Linked DNA regions of Mus musculus: region 1 is linked to region 2. Evidence: chromatin contacts called from public Micro-C data. All regions are on one chromosome and are shown on one strand. The core of a region is the stretch at or near the end of the contact, and the rest is flanking DNA. Distances in the headings are between cores, read along the strand shown. Region 1 has its middle 33 kb from the start of 4933427D06Rik. Region 2 has its middle 9.3 kb from the start of Gm36268.

Evidence for each region. Hi-C and Micro-C count contacts between places; a contact is called where the count stands out from the background.
Region 1: a Micro-C map of embryonic fibroblasts shows a contact between it and region 2, with 5 times the contacts expected there. The contact joins two enhancer-like sites. A contact is called at or near these places in 1 of 15 datasets of contacts at CTCF or cohesin (the NIH/3T3 cell line), 14 of 484 Hi-C or Micro-C datasets (the C2C12 cell line, the HL-1 cell line, adipose-derived mesenchymal stem cells and 7 more), 1 of 115 datasets of contacts at active chromatin or transcription factors (pancreatic cancer cells) and 2 of 9 other capture datasets (embryonic stem cells and pancreatic islet).

Annotation. Positions count from the first base shown.
Region 1 is chr6:89,059,179-89,066,787 of GRCm38.p6, forward strand. No RefSeq gene overlaps it. Among named protein-coding and RNA genes, the nearest start is that of 4933427D06Rik, 33 kb to the right of the region's middle. Within about 2 kb of position 5,938, at least 42 of the 459 cell types and tissues checked have an H3K27ac peak or open chromatin away from gene starts, as enhancers often do. A contact at or near this core is called in the C2C12 cell line, the HL-1 cell line, the NIH/3T3 cell line and 3 more, where this site is marked.
Region 2 is chr6:88,922,775-88,930,008 of GRCm38.p6, forward strand. No RefSeq gene overlaps it. Among named protein-coding and RNA genes, the nearest start is that of Gm36268, 9.3 kb to the left of the region's middle. Within about 2 kb of position 2,382, at least 227 of the 459 cell types and tissues checked have an H3K27ac peak or open chromatin away from gene starts, as enhancers often do. A contact at or near this core is called in the C2C12 cell line, the HL-1 cell line, the NIH/3T3 cell line and 3 more, where this site is marked.

The DNA of each region.
Region 1 (7,609 bases), core at 4,688-7,187, 140 kb after region 2:
GCCTAGAATTTACAGAGTTCCATCTGCCTCTACCTCCCAAGTTCTGGGATTAAAGTGTGCCACTATGCCCAGCTCAGGCAGTAAATAAACTTACTCCCCCTCTCCTCTCTTCTTCTGGGTACCCATGTTTTTTTGGGTTTGCTGCTGAAGGATTCTCACCCTGCCTTGTGCTTTCTCCACTCTCTCCCATCAAATTTATTCATTTTCCTCTTACTGGCTGATCTCAAATGTTTTTCCTTCAAGTTCAAGAGTTCTTTGCCCTTGGGAGTGCCCTTGGGCATCCTGTAACTCAGCCCTGACTCCTTTTGTTGTTGGCCTCAACTTCTGATCTGGCCTCCTTGCCTGTGTCACACGCTTCCCAGATGGTCACAGCTTGAACTCCTTTTTGGGCAGCTTACACATCTCTATTTCTTTGGGGATAGTCACTGGAGTCATCTTAACTTCCTTTGTGTCATGGTTGCTTGAGGGTTTGTTTGTTGCCTAGCCTTTAATGTGTGTCTATATACTGAGAGAGGAAGCATTGTCAGTCTTTGAGACTTGTCTCAGCAGGTGATAGCCTTCTGGGGCCCAGTCTGCTGGAGTTGCCTCAAAACTTGAGACTGTGCAGGCGCAGCTGCTCTGGGCCTCAGCTGGTGACCTGGTGCATGTGGCAGTTGTCTGACTGTCTCCTAGGCTGGTCAATAAGGCGGGTGTGGAATGAAACAACAAAGGTCCTCTTCTCAGAAGGGTGGGTGCTGGTGGCTTCCTTCAGGTGCCCAAGAGGGAGGGATCCTGTGCAGAAAACACCGGTCCAAGATCATGCCTAAAAGGGGTTTAGAAGTGAGATCTGGGGCTGGAGAGATGGCTCAGTGGTTAAGAGCACTGATTGCTCTTCCAGAGGTCCTGAGTTCAAGTCTCAGCAACCACATGATGACTCACAACCATCCGTAATGAGATCTGATGCCCTCTTCTGGTGTGTCTGAATACAGTGACAGTGTACTTAACATATAATAAATAAATAAATCTTAGGAAAAAAAAAATAGAAGTGAGATCTGGTGCTGCTTTGGAGGCCTCGGCTCAGAGCCAGGCCTGAGGCTGCTTAGGGAATCCCAGTGGTTTTCCCTCCTGATGCCTGCGCTGGGAGTAGGGTACAGGCTATCTGAAAGCCTGCAGGAGGACTAGGGTGGTGACACTTGCCAGGGTGGTGGCCTTTTATGGTAGGAGATTTTAAAGTTCCTTATTGATTGATTTTCATTATTCTTTCTTTTCTTTTACTGTAGTGAATATTTTCTTGTTTTGTTTGGGGATCCTTCCTTCCTTCTTTCCTTCCTTCCTTCCTTCCTTCCTCCCTCCCTCCCTCCCTCCCTCCCTCCCTCCCTCCTCCCTCCCTCCCTCCCTTCCTTCCTTCCTTCCTTCCTTCCTTCCTATTTTTTCTTTCTTTCCTTCCAGTCTGCCTTCCTTCCTTTTTTCTGTTGTACATGTTTCGAGACACCATCTCACTGTGTAGATCAGGCTTGTCCTGAACTTGTAGTAATCCTCCTGCCTCTTCCTCTGCGTGCTGGAACGAGAATGGTCCCCATAGGCTCGTCTATTTTAATGGTTGGTTCCCAGTTGGTGGAACTGTTTGGGAAGGATTAGGGGGTGTCGAGGGGGAGGAGCTTTGAGGTTTCAGAAGCCCAGGCTGGTCCCAATTAGTTCTCTCTGTCTCAGATCGTATTGCAACATGTAAGTTCTCAGCTCCTGCTCCTGCTACAGCTCCGTGCCTGCCTGCCTGGTGCCATGTTTCCCCACCATGATGGCCATGGAGTAAACCTCTGGAACTGTGAGCCCCAAATTAAATGCGAGTAGTTTGTCATGGAAACATAACAAACTAAGGCATGGGTACCACACCCGACTTTTATTGTGTTTTTGTTTTTGTTTTGTTTTGTTTTCTTGGTTTTTTGAGACAGGGTTTCTCTGTATAGCCCTGGCTGTCCTGGAACTCACTTTGTAGACCAGGCTGGCCTCGAACTCAGAAATCCGCCTGCCTCTGCCCCCTGAGTGCTGAGATTAAAGGCATGCACCACCACACCCGGCTTTTTGTTTTACTTTTTAATGGAGTTAACTAATTTTGAATTTGTGTGTTTATGATGTGCCTGTGTTTGCATGTGTGTGTGTGTGTGTGTGTGTGTGTGTGTAAAAGAGAGAGGGAGAGGGAGAGGGAGAGGGAGAGGGAGAGGGAGAGGGAGAGGGAGAGGGAGAGGGAGAGGGAGAGACTCTTGTTCACTGCTACCTTCTCCAGGTTACAGCCCACAGGCTTCCTGCAGTCCTCCTGTCTCCATCTCTGATTTTCTCTTAGGGGTGCCTGGGATTACTGACATTTGCATTATGCCTGTGGCTTTTACATGGTTTCTGGGAATTTGAACTCAGGTCATTAGGTTTACAGGGCAAGTCCTGTTTACCCACTAAGCCATCTGCCCAGCTTTTCTTCCAGGCTTTTGTTTGTTTCTTTGTTTCTTTTTTGAGACAGGGTTTTTCTGTGTAGCCCTGGTTGTCCTGGAACTCACTCTGTAGACCAGGCTGGCTTCGAACTCAGAGAGTGCCTTTGCCTCTGGAATGCTGGGATTAAAGGTGCGTGCCACCACAGCCAGGCTCTTCCATGCTTTTTAAACAGGCTTTTCCCTTTTGTTTTTATTCATCTCACGGGGTGAGACACTCTACAATCCTGCTTCCCTTTGTCATGTCTTCTCCAGTTCCAGCTTAGCCAGCCATGGCATCCCTGAGCCAACCCCACATCACAACCACCACTGCAAGGGATGCCTATTAACTTAAATCAGAGGATGCATCTGCCCTCCTGCAGCTTCTCCTCTTGACTAAGCAAGCCAGGACCCAGGGTGTTTTTGGCAGGACCAGGCTTAGAACAGGACAGAGGTTGCATGTCACAGATAACAGGCTACTCAGCCACATCCCCTGTGCTCCGACTGTGTTACCAGAACATTCCTTTCTGTGCTTTTGCTTCCAAGGAATAAAGTGGGACATGGCGAGCACAGTGCAGCCCCTGCTTTTGCGCATTAATAAAAAAGCCTATTTATGAAGAATGCCTCAGTGTGGGATCAGAGTGAGGCTGACAGGCTCAGGTAGACCCGGTCAGGCTCCCGGCTCTGTTCCACTGTGTCTACAAGTGTTCTGTGGATTTTTTTTCTTTCACCGAGAAACAGAACTCAGGCAGGTCCCTGTCGCATCTCCAAGCCTCTGGCTGCTTCTCTGTGGGCTGCTAGTGTGAGCATTAAGAACACAGGACTGCAAAGTGCTTCCCGCTGGGCTTGGCCAGTACCAAAGTGTGATGCTGACTCTTGTCAATTTGATGGGCTCTGGAGTCAATGAAGAGACAAGCCTCTGGGTGGGTCTGTGAGAACATTCCCTGGAAGGATTAACTAACGGGTGGAAGGCCCAGAGTGGGCAGCACTCTCCAGCTGTGGTCCAGGTATGATGAACGCCAAGGGGAAAGTTACCGCTTTTACCTGTCCGCTTTTACTCCCAGCTGGCAGGTGCATTTCTCCTCTCCCTCTTCCCTTCCCTCCTCCTCTTCCCTCTTCCCCTCCTCCCTCCTCCCTCTTCCACTGCTGCTACCTCTCTCCCTGACACAGGAGCCCAGCTTCTTCAGCTTTTCAGTATGGACTGAAGACTAGTTGCTGTTAGGAATTCCCCAGGTCTTCATTGTCACCCTGGGACTACGGAGGCACCTGGCCTTGTTGAGTGAGCAGCTCCTAGGTTCTCCACCTTCCCAGTACACAGATGGCCATTGTGGAACTGCCCAGCGTGTACCGTGTAAGCCAATCTAGCAATCCCTCTCTAACACATGCTCATTGCACCAGTTCTGTGCCTCTGGAGAGCCCCGCCCAGCAGTCAGGTGAGCTTGATACCCTCTACAGTAGTGGTTCTCAGCCTTCCCGACTCCGTGACCCTTTAGTACAGTTCCTCTCGTTGTGGTGACCCCCAACCATACAATGATTTTTGTTGCTACTTCGTAACTGTGATTTTGCTACCATTGTGAGCTGTAATATAAATATCTGATATGCAGGATATCTGACAGGCAACCCTCGTGAAAAGGTCATTTGACCCCCAAAGGGGTCTCCACCTACAGGTCGAGAACCACTGCTCTAGAACAAGATTTTAGAAATGCATCCCTCAGCTGCACCCGCGTTCACTGTTAATTTACAGTATTTGTGGATAATCACAGACATGAACAAAGCCAGCAGGAGATGAGGCCTGCAGACCCCAAGGCTATGCTCAGGCCTCAGTTGCTAACACCCCTCATGCCAGATCTAGGTGTCCCTCCCTCTGCTCTAACCCAGGGGTCAAAGGACCCGTGCTTCTGTCCACATGGAAGCCATCCTCACTCCAACTTCCCTAAGCTGGAATGCTAGCCTGCTATGTTCTCCGTGTCTGCTTGCTGTGGCAAGACCCATCCTGGCTCTCTGGGGACACCCAGGCCCTGCTTCTCAGAGGTGAGGGCCATGCCTTTCCCTGGGCTCCCCTCAGATCCCAGGCTTCAGTGAGAACTCCCCCTTCCTACTCCCCAACCCCCCTGCACTTCCGTTCACCACCTTCATCCTGTTCAGAGGTGGAACGACTTGGTGGAGCAGAGATGCTCAGATGGTGTGACCAGGAGGCAGAGAGGTGTCAGAAGGAAGGGACTAGGGCAGGAGACACCTTTCAAAGACTTGCCGCCCCATGACTTCCTCCCACCAGGCCCCAATGCCTCATTTTCACCATCTTTCAACAATGCTGTCAAATCACGAATCTACCTACAGATGGACCTACTGATGAGAGACAGCAGAGCCCCAGGCAGTCTCCTTTCTAGAGCCCCTCAGCTGCAACACCCGAGCCCAGGTGAGACCTATCTATTTAAACTATGGCAGATGCCATGTGTTTGTTGATTGCCTATTTGAGCACCAAAGGACATGGAGGTCATCAGGTTTATAGAAATATATTTTATTTCTTTATGTGTATGCATGTCTTGTGCATATGTGCGTGTATGTGTGTCCAGTTGTCCATGTAGCCAGAAGAGCTGCCCCGAGTGGGTGCTAGGAACAAAGCTCCCATCCTCTGGAAGAGCAGCAAGCACTCTTAACTGCTGAAGTCGTTCTGCAGCTCTGAGGGTCTGCAGCTCTGAGGGGCCGTTTTTCGTTTTCTGTTCCATCTCTGACACCTGGAAGGTCCACAGGGTGCATAGTCTTCAGACAATATGTATAGAATATATGTATAGAATATGTATAGAACAGTCTTCTGAGTCACATGATAAGTGGAGTCTGACTGGGATCATCCATAACACTGTATGAATGCACGCAGGGTAGGGGGAGAGGAGGAGCGAGAGCAGGGCCAGAGCTCGCACACGCGTCCAGTTAATTGTATCTGAGGTGAACCAAGAGCAGGCTCTGATTTCTACCCAGGGCCTAATCAAAGCCTGCCGTTCTTAATCCCATTGTCTGTCCCTCAGGCCAACCCCCACTCAGAGCCAGTGCCCCACAGGCCGGGGCAAAAGGAATGAGGTTTATACCAGGGGCTTCATCCCGAAGCCGATGCCCAGCACTCTGATGGATGCTGTGGATATTTTCTTTTTCTTGGCTATTTCTGTTCTCACCTTTTCTTTCAGCAATTCACATTTTAAGTAGTAATCTGGCCAAGAAGTTATAAAAAGAAACCGGGCAGAGACCGCAGTCCTGGGGCTGGCAGAAACAGCCGGGCTCTTCACTGGCTGGGAATTGTACGTTTGCCATGCAACTTTCCATCCCTACCGCGTTCGCAGGTGAATATCTACCCTCTGAGCTCAGACAGAGACGCAGTGTGTGTCTCTGAGGGTGGCTCTCCTGCTCTTGGGTGTCTGAGACTGCTTTGTGGGTAGCTTTGGGTCAGGCTGCCTGAGAGGAAGCAGCTCACAGCCTGTCCCAGCTAATGGGAAGATCCCCAGATGAGTCAGCCATCGTGCTGGCTGGCCACAGACAAGGCTGGGAGCCTGGCTGAGCTCAGTGGGCCCTCCCCAAACCACTAGCCTTTCCAAGCTGACCCCAAATGTGGGAGGCAAAAGTGACTGGAGTGTGAGGCAACAGACGTAGAGGCTGACTGTGTGGTTGAGGGTGGCTTTGAACTTTCTATCCTCCTGCCTCTGCCCGCCAAGTGCTGGGGTTGCAGGCATAAACCACCATGCTGCGGAAACTGCTTTCCCACCCCATCTGCTCTCTTTTAAGTCAGCCAAGGATTGGGGATAAGCCAAGCTGGCCTTGACCAATCCTGTACCATAGAGCACTGTGGGGCAGTTACTCTCAGAAAGGTGATACACGGTGCTCAACGCTGCAGAGAACCTTCTCTATTCAGGTAGGACTGATGTTCTGGTGTTTGTAGAGTTACTGCATCCTCACAGAGTAGAGCATCCAGCCAGTCCAGGCTGACAGACATATGTATGGCTCCAAGGAGCACTACAGCACTGCCTTTCCCGAGCCCTTGTCTGGGAGAACTGTTGGACTCAGAGCTTCTCCCCCCAGTCTGTGATAACAACAAGCAAAATCTTGCCAGTTTCAAGTGGAATACATCCGTATCACAAGGCTGGCCTCATTTGCATTTTCTGAGCATCTTTGAGATGTCTGTTGACCTATTTGTATCCTTTGGCCCTATTCCCATCTGGTTCTCTTTTCTTATTGACAAAGTCTGTTGTATAGTTTCTCCAGGCTGCTGGACCGACTTCTCTGATCATGGGATGCTGCATGCTGGAGGTTTTTACCATCAGTTCACAGGATGGCTTTGTGCCAGTCTCCATACATCAGAACCCATGTAGGGCTTTGATAGGCAGCTTCTCTTTCTCTACCGAGAGGTGGGTCCTACATACAGGCTCATGTAAGAAAAGTACTAAATATTGCTGTCATTTGAACCTTAAGTGTCACCTAAAGGCCCAGCTTGGCACCATTAAAGGGTGGAAGAACCTTAGAGAAGAATGTCCTAGTTGGAGATTGTTAGGTAGTTGGGATGGAGAGGGATTGTGGGATACCAGCCTCTTTGCCTTGTTTTATTTCCTCCTCATGGTACTCACCTCACAGTCCCACCGTGACAGGCCACCTCAGACCATGGAGCACCCTAGCCGTCTGAGAATGGCCCGGAGCTTCCAAAGCTGAACCTGCACGAACCTTCTCCCTTTATAAGTCAATCGCCTCAGGAGTGAGCTACAATCCTGGTGAGCTGGCAACAGTCTTTACAGGGACACACTTGTGAACGGGCGCTGACTCTGGGAGATAGTTCCAGGGCCACTGCGGCACTTGTCTGTTCCGGAAGTGGGGAGATTGGATGTGACACCCACAAAAACCAGCCTGGGGATCCCCACTGGTCCTCATGCTGTGAAGAGAAGGCCAAGAAAGGGGTAGCACAGCATTTGAAGGCCCGATCTGAGGCGGGAACTCTGAGCTCTGGAGCTTGGGTAGGTTGGGGAAGGAGGACTCTGGTTTAGCCTGCACTGCCCTCATCAGCCAGATATTCCCAAGGAGGGGAGGGGAGCCTGGGCAGAGGCTGCTGAATACAGCACCTAGAAGGCTCGGTTCTCCTGGCAACAGGGACTGAGGGCATCGGCCCCTGGGGAAATGCTTTTGAGTCTGCACGCTCCAGT
Region 2 (7,234 bases), core at 1,132-3,631:
CAGGCAGGAAGATCAAGAGTTCAAGATCAGCCTTAGCTATATAACCAACTTGAGGCCAGTCTGGACTACATGAGACCTTTTCTTAAACAAAAGGGAAGTGTCATAAATTCTAAGTGTGTCATTTTAACAACAAGTGTCATGATGTAGACAGTGAAGATGGACACCAAGTTCTTTGAGGTCCTCCATGTTTCAGAAAGTAAAGGAGGTTTGAGATCAAAACCTTTCAGGATTGCCAAGGACATAACCACTATTTATATCCATGGGGTCAAAGCATAACAAGGCAGCATGAGGGTCCGCAGGGCAGATGCCTCAGGCTGAAGCAGCTGTGTGTCCTCTGCCTGCCTGTTTCTGGAATCCAGGAGAGTTTCTTTGGATGCTGTTCACAAAGGGTCTTCAAAATGAGTCAGGGAGAAGCAAGCATTAGCTTTGTCAACAGCCCTGAGTGGGTCCTCGGGACAGTCTGGCACTAGGAACCATCATATTGGGACACATTTTTTTGTTCTTTTAGCATTGAGCTGAATGAGCTGAGCAGCCTGTTTCTAAAACCTGAAGAAAGGTGAGTACACAGATCACACACCTCACATGCAAATGACAGTTTGAGTTTGTACCAATCACAGCAAACCTTGCATGCAAATGAGGATTCGTGTTTGCACCAATCACCATAAGCCTTACATACAAATAAACATTTGTATTTACACCAATTACAGCAAGCCTTACATGCAAATGATGGTTTGAGTTTGCACCAACCACAGCCTAACTCTTTTCGCTCTAATTAGAGCCAGGGAGGTTTGTGTTTAGGCCACTCACAGCCTTCCTTCTTGCCACCAATCACAGCAGTCCCTCTGCTAGACCACCAGAGGAAGTACTCCTTTCTGGTCTCTAGGAAGAAATGGCTTCAGAATTATTTAGAGTTCACCAAGATTTGTAATAACCAAAGTCTTATACTAAAACAGCCCTGACTAGGCTATACTTTCATGAGCTGTAGCAATCAGCTGCAATTGTGTAGTTTCCTCTAGGCATAAGAGTAATCTGGTTGACTATCTGATAGTCGTTTTGCTCAGAGAAACTAGGGAGGATCTAATAGCTGCTAATTAGGGAGTCAAATTGCTCTTCTCCCCCCTAGTGTCTTTGTTTATTTGCAGGAACATGAACATCAGAGGGGTGTGCTTACAGTAAGAACCTAGAGAATTTATAATTAACAATAATAGTGATTTTTAACAGTGCCCAGCACCATCCCAGCACTCGAGGGTTAGTGGGGTCTCCTCCTCTGTCTCAGGCTTCTCAGAACCATTGTAGCTGTCCACCTGGTGGCTAGGGAGTTGCCACAGTGTCATTGGCCCAACCATTTCAGTCTTATCCTGCCTTTGGCCAAAGGGAATCTGTGTTTGAGCATAGAACACCCAAGCAGGCTGGAAGGCCAGAGAGTGCAGGGAGAAGGTGAACCTTTTCTTCCAATGGCTCCAACACTTCCAGCCCATGGCAGGCAGTGACACTGATAGGGGACACCCAATCCTCAGGCCCTGCCTGGCCAGTGGGCCTAGTAATGTTCCTGATGGCCAAGGTATCAAGTCAGGCCCATTGGTGAAGAGTTGGCTCATCTTCAGCATCTTCAGTCTTTACTGCCCTGATGCCTTGATCACTGAGCTCTGGATTTTGTTTTTGTTCATTTCTTTGCTCACTATGTTGCACTGGCTTGCCAGGAGTTCCCTTTGTAGACCAGGCTGGCCTGGAACTCAGGCTCCTCTGCTTGAGTCTGGGTAATGCTTCCTAGTGGTGAGATGTTTGTCCCAGGTCTCAGGCCAACTCAACCTCAGAGCAGGAGCAGCTGTGGCTATGGACACACCACCACACCCTGCTTTCCCTGGCTGCCCAGGTCACACAGGAACTCCAGTGAGCTACAGCTCCTCCCACATTTTGCTCAGGGGAAAAAGCTTCCAGGCTGGGGAAAGACTTAGTCTGCTCCCACCCATGAGGCAGGCGCAGACGATGGCTGAGCAATTTTAGAGGGAGGGAGAGAAAGCATACAGAGCCCATTATGCAAAACCACAGGAAAGCTTTGAGGGCACCTCCAGGAACCTCTAGCCTAAAAGAAAATACAAAACACTCAGACACACAGACACAGACACACACAGACACACACAGACACACACACACACACTTCAAAGGATTTTAAAATGTGGCACCAAAAAAAGATAAAAGAAAAAAAAACCACACCCTTTGACCTATAAATTCCATCTCTGGGCACGTGGCCGAGGAGAGAATTAAGGACATGTGCCAAGGCTTAGCTTGAAGGAATGTCCCTGCAGAGCAGCCTGTAATAACAAAATGCTGGCAACAGTCTAGACTCCAGTGAGGGAGTGGTTACATCTGCTTTGGCTAGAAAGCACAATGGCATGCTATTCAGCTCTCAAAGGACTGGCAGGGCTGTTTACCCGGGAAGATAAGCATCATTTATTATTGAGCAAAAAAGAAAAGCAGCTTGCAGAGGGAGGAATGTGTAAAGATTGGCATATCAAGATATCATCTGCTAAAGCAGAGAGCTGGAAGTACCCTTAATGTCCAACAAGAGGGGATTCACTGTGAAGTGACACACAGGCTTTCAGGAGAGCCACAGGGGTTCAAGATACATTCTGATGAAGAAGAGACTCCAGACGGAGTGTAATGGAGAGGTATAACAGGCAGAGCCAAGCTTAGAGTGCATGTGTGTGTGTGTGTCCATCTGTCCTTATGTCCACATCTCTCTATATGCATAAAGAAATCTTGCAAGGATTCAGTGGGCGTGCTTATCTTGGGGGCAGGGTGGGAGCCAGGTGTGGAAAGGGATCCTTTCTACTACAGACCCATTATTCCAAGTTCTGTGTGTCCTCTCTTGCAAAGTCTACATTAAAAACAAAAGACCAGACAGCACAGGCATGCGCAGGAGAGCTCCATACAGAGGGGCCCATCCACAGGGCTGCTGAGCACCTGCTCATTTCCTCCACGCGTTTGTCAGAGCACCTGCATCTGTGAGAGTTCTCAGGGCCTCCTCTGTCTAAGGCCTGTGAGAGGCTAGGCTTAAAGGGCTGGGATACTGTGAGGGAGAGCTTGGCTGTGAGCAGGGCCCCCTGGGGGGGGGGAGGGATCTGCCTCTTTGTTCTTGCTGGCTGCCATGCTAATTTTCTGTTAGGCTACTGAGGCTACTGAGAATCACCCCTGTGACACCCTCCACCAGGAACAGAGTGATTAGGTGTCACAATGCTTCCTATTGAATAGAGACCCTCCCCCTGCCCCCCAGTGTGTCTCTAGGAGACCCATGACCTCTTGGCCTCTTCCCTGCCTGAGGAGACTGATGGGAGGGGAAGGGGCACAAAGGCAGGGGCTTGACAGTGCATGGGACCTGCCTGACTGGATGCCGCTCAAAGCAGGGCTCATGGCCAGACCCTGACTTTGGCCCTGTGTGCAGCAGCCCTCTTCCAGCCTGCTGCTCCCAATCTGCAGTTGCTCATTCATGCAGACATTTACTAAATACCTACTATGTGCCAGTCAGTGCTCTAGGCTCTGGTGGTGTATAGAATAGACAGGGCCCCTGTCCTCTGGGCTGTGTTCTACTAGAAATCACAGATAACAGGCAAATAAATAGCCTGGATGAGAAGGGGGGGGGGTGATGTAAAGAGGCTATTGTTAGCTGGGGAGGCAGTGGAGACTAAGGCCATAAAGGAGAGAAGATACAGGCAGAGTTGCTTCCCAACATACCCAGAATGCCAGTTTAGGCAAAACCAAATGTTAGGACTAAACTACGGAGTCCAGGAAGAGTTAGAGGAGGCTGGTCTTGTCTGTGTGTGCTGGGATAGTCCTCTTTGAAGGAGGACAGGTTACCTGCATTGACTCAGAGTGGAAAGGGAACTGCCAGTGTTATTCAGCACAGTAGTGGACATCCCCAGACTCCTGGCCATGGGTCTTCATGGCGTTTGCTGAAGGCTAGGGTGGCTGGACTCCCAGGATACTGTGGAGCAGGGAGGTGGGTCTACTCCCTGGGTGTGAGTCCTGACCTCCAGCTCTAGCTTCCCCTCCCTGTAACAGGGTGAGTCTCCTGTTCTTAGAGGTAGTCCAGTGAAGGTTGGACAGCCAGCCCAGAGGCTTCCCAGTGCAGTCTGGGGCATACTGCTGCACTGGGTACTCACAGCCCTCCCCAGCCAGAGGCCCTCTTCCTGTGACATAGCAGAGCTTATGTAACACCAGCTCCTGGGCAGGGTGTTGTCAGCAGTTCCAAGGAGACAATGCCCTAGCTCCCAGGGTGTAACTGTAGAGACACCCTGTGTCTGTAGGACCCGTCATTGTGTGCTGGGTCCGTCCTTGGTGGTGTTGGCAGCTCAGGAGGGTTGTTTCCACAATGCTGCAGGCACACCCGAGGGCACACTGCATTTCTGATGGTGACTAATGGTGCCTGCAGCCTGCAGATCTCTGGTTCACTCATCATTTGTAGAGACAGCCTTGTCCAGCTCAGGGCCATTTGGGCTTTTTTTTTTCGTTCCCCTGCAGACCTTCTGCTCCGAGTCTCCACTGTTTTTCTCCTGTGAGGCTGTTCTCTGTGCTGACCTCTCATTCGGCTTGTGAAGGGCTGCAATTTCCCATTTGTCATGTGACTTTGTTTTTCCTTTGCTTTAAGTGTACTTTAAATCTGAAGCCCGTTCCTGGGCTGTCCTCTTCCAAGCCCGGCAGAACCTTCTCCAGGTTCTGAAAGGAAGCTGCAGAAGATGGGAGGCTTAGTGGGAATCCAGCATGGTTGGAGACTTGGGGTGCCTGCATTCTGCTTGTCCCACCACAGTGGCTGGCACACCAGTGGGGACCCCAGGCCTTGCCCTTCAGTACCAGATAGAGGTTCTGAGGTCCAGAATCTCTGGCTGCATAGACAGCACCACACACCTTAGGAAACATAACCCAGAGATGGCAATGTGGTCTCAGGACGCAATGCAGTGTGAGGACAGCAGGGGGTGCTGTGGCTCCAGGCTCTAAGGAGACAGGCAAAGGAAGAGAGGAAGAGGGGATGGGGAGGCAGGAAGAAGAGAGAGGGAGGGCAGGGAGTGGGAGGCCCTTGCTCCCTCCCCACCCTCCAAGCCATCTCCTAGGACAGACCTGGGACCTGGCTACACTCAGCTGCTCAGCCCAGACACCGTGGGGATATATTGTGGAGCTGTATCCCCATTGTCTCATGGTGTCCTCCTGCCCAAGCTCCCTGCCTAGATCCCAGTCTACCTCACCCTGTCTCTCCTCCTATACCCTTCCTGGAACCCCAGTTCATGTCTCCTCTCTGGTCCCTGTCCCACCCTCTCATCCCAGCTGTGGTCTAGCCTGTGCTGTATACTACTGGTGCACCCCTCCCTTCCAGATTGCTCCTCCCCTCCTAGCCTGGGTCCTCTTCTCCTGCTGCATCTTGTAGCCTGAATGGATGGGCTAGGAGCCACTGCTGCATCCTCTCTTCCAACCTTTTGGCTGCCTATCACCTTGAGCTAGAACCTGGCACCACTCCACTACCTTTTCCCGGTCTCAGCTTGGCTGCACACCCAGGAAGGTGGACATTGAAGACATTGCCAAGAGCCTAGCCTTTCCCAGGAATTCATCTTTAGGATGAAGACTTGGAGCCTCAGAGAGGTCAGCCATTCACCCAAAAATCACACAGCGGAATGGATATGCTCCGGGGTTTAGGAAAGGTGTTTTACTTTATGTCATATAAGTTGCCTGGTGTGTCTGGTTGGGCTATCTATCCTGAGCCTCACTGTGCCTCAGGTTCACCTTGGACTGTGAATGGACTACCCATGGACTCTGGCTGTGGAGGCCTTTGAATTTAATTGTATTCTAAAGGGTTTTGTTCCTAGGTCTGTAGGCAGGGATGTGAGGAGATGGTCTTGGAACCAGGGGTGGGAGGCTTCCCAGTTTCCTGGGCCCCTTGTCAGCTGAGAGAGGGGCTCTTGGACATGCCAGTCTGGCAAGCTGAGAGGCTGGACCCAGGAGAGGGATAAGGCCTGGCACGATGCCTGGCCACCTCTGCCAGACAGCGTGAGAGACACTGGAAAGTGACTCATCTGCATAAAGTTTTATTTCGTTTGACTTTGGTTTATTCAGCAGTCGTATTTTGTAGCTCATGCTGGATTTGAACTTTCCATCCTGCCTAAACCTCCTATGGCCAGCTCTGTCTTCCCGTTTGTGAGAGCTGGCAACAGATTCAGATTTTTCCAAACTTTCAGGTAGAAGAAAATGGGTCTCTGGGCTGGGTCCAACCAGGTTGAACAGTATGGTCCAGTCAGTTCCTGGTCCCTAGGTTCCCAGTCCAGCACTGAACACACTGATGGTCATTAAAGCCCTGCCCAGCAGGGGAGCAATTTACCTGTGATACACCTTTCCTAGGCCTGGTGCCTGGGGCTCAGGACCTAGAGAACCTATTCACAGGCACCTGCTGGTAGTATCCTGTCTTCCCTCCTCCAGGCTATGCCCACCAACACAAACAAAGCAGTTAACCCCCTAAGCATAAGCTGGTTCTTGGCCTTGCTCTACAGTCCCCTGTCCCTTCCCTTGGAGGTCTGCTGGTCCCATCTTACCTGCCAGGTCTTAGTTTAAATTTCACCCCAGGATGCTTCTACGCCACCAATCAATCCTGTTTAACTTTCTGTCCTAGGGGATTTGGGGTCTGCTCTTTGTGCAAGCACGGTGGGCCAGCTGGCTCATCTGTGCAATACTGTCTCCCCATTAACTGCAACAGCCCCCAGCATCCTCACACACATGGTAAACTCTCAGTGAATGGACGGACAAATGGATGGACCAATGGATAGGGTAGGGGCTGCCTTTCCTCAGCCCCTTCCCTGGAGACCCAATTAGTGGATCATTGAAGCAGCCGGCTAGCGCACCCACAGACAGCAGTGCCCCATCTGGAAGCTTTGTTTAAAGACAGTGAAATCAGCTGCTTGGCTGGGCTACTGCCGAGGATACAGTCCTCCGAGGGCTACTGGCTCCTTGTGCCTTGTGTCCCTGACTCTGCAAATAACAGATTGAATTTAGGCCTTCTGTGGAGACTCAGAGAGGGCTGGCAGTTTGCTGAGGTCTTATCATAAGGTGTAGGAGTAGGGCTCAGAGGACAGAAGGCAGGTTCACGATTAGCAGGAAGGTCATTGGGTGGGATCCAGGTAGGAAGACCGGCAGGGAGCTCTGTTATCTTGAGGGAATGGCAGGATGGTTCTTTCCCTGTGCTACCTCAGTGGGCATA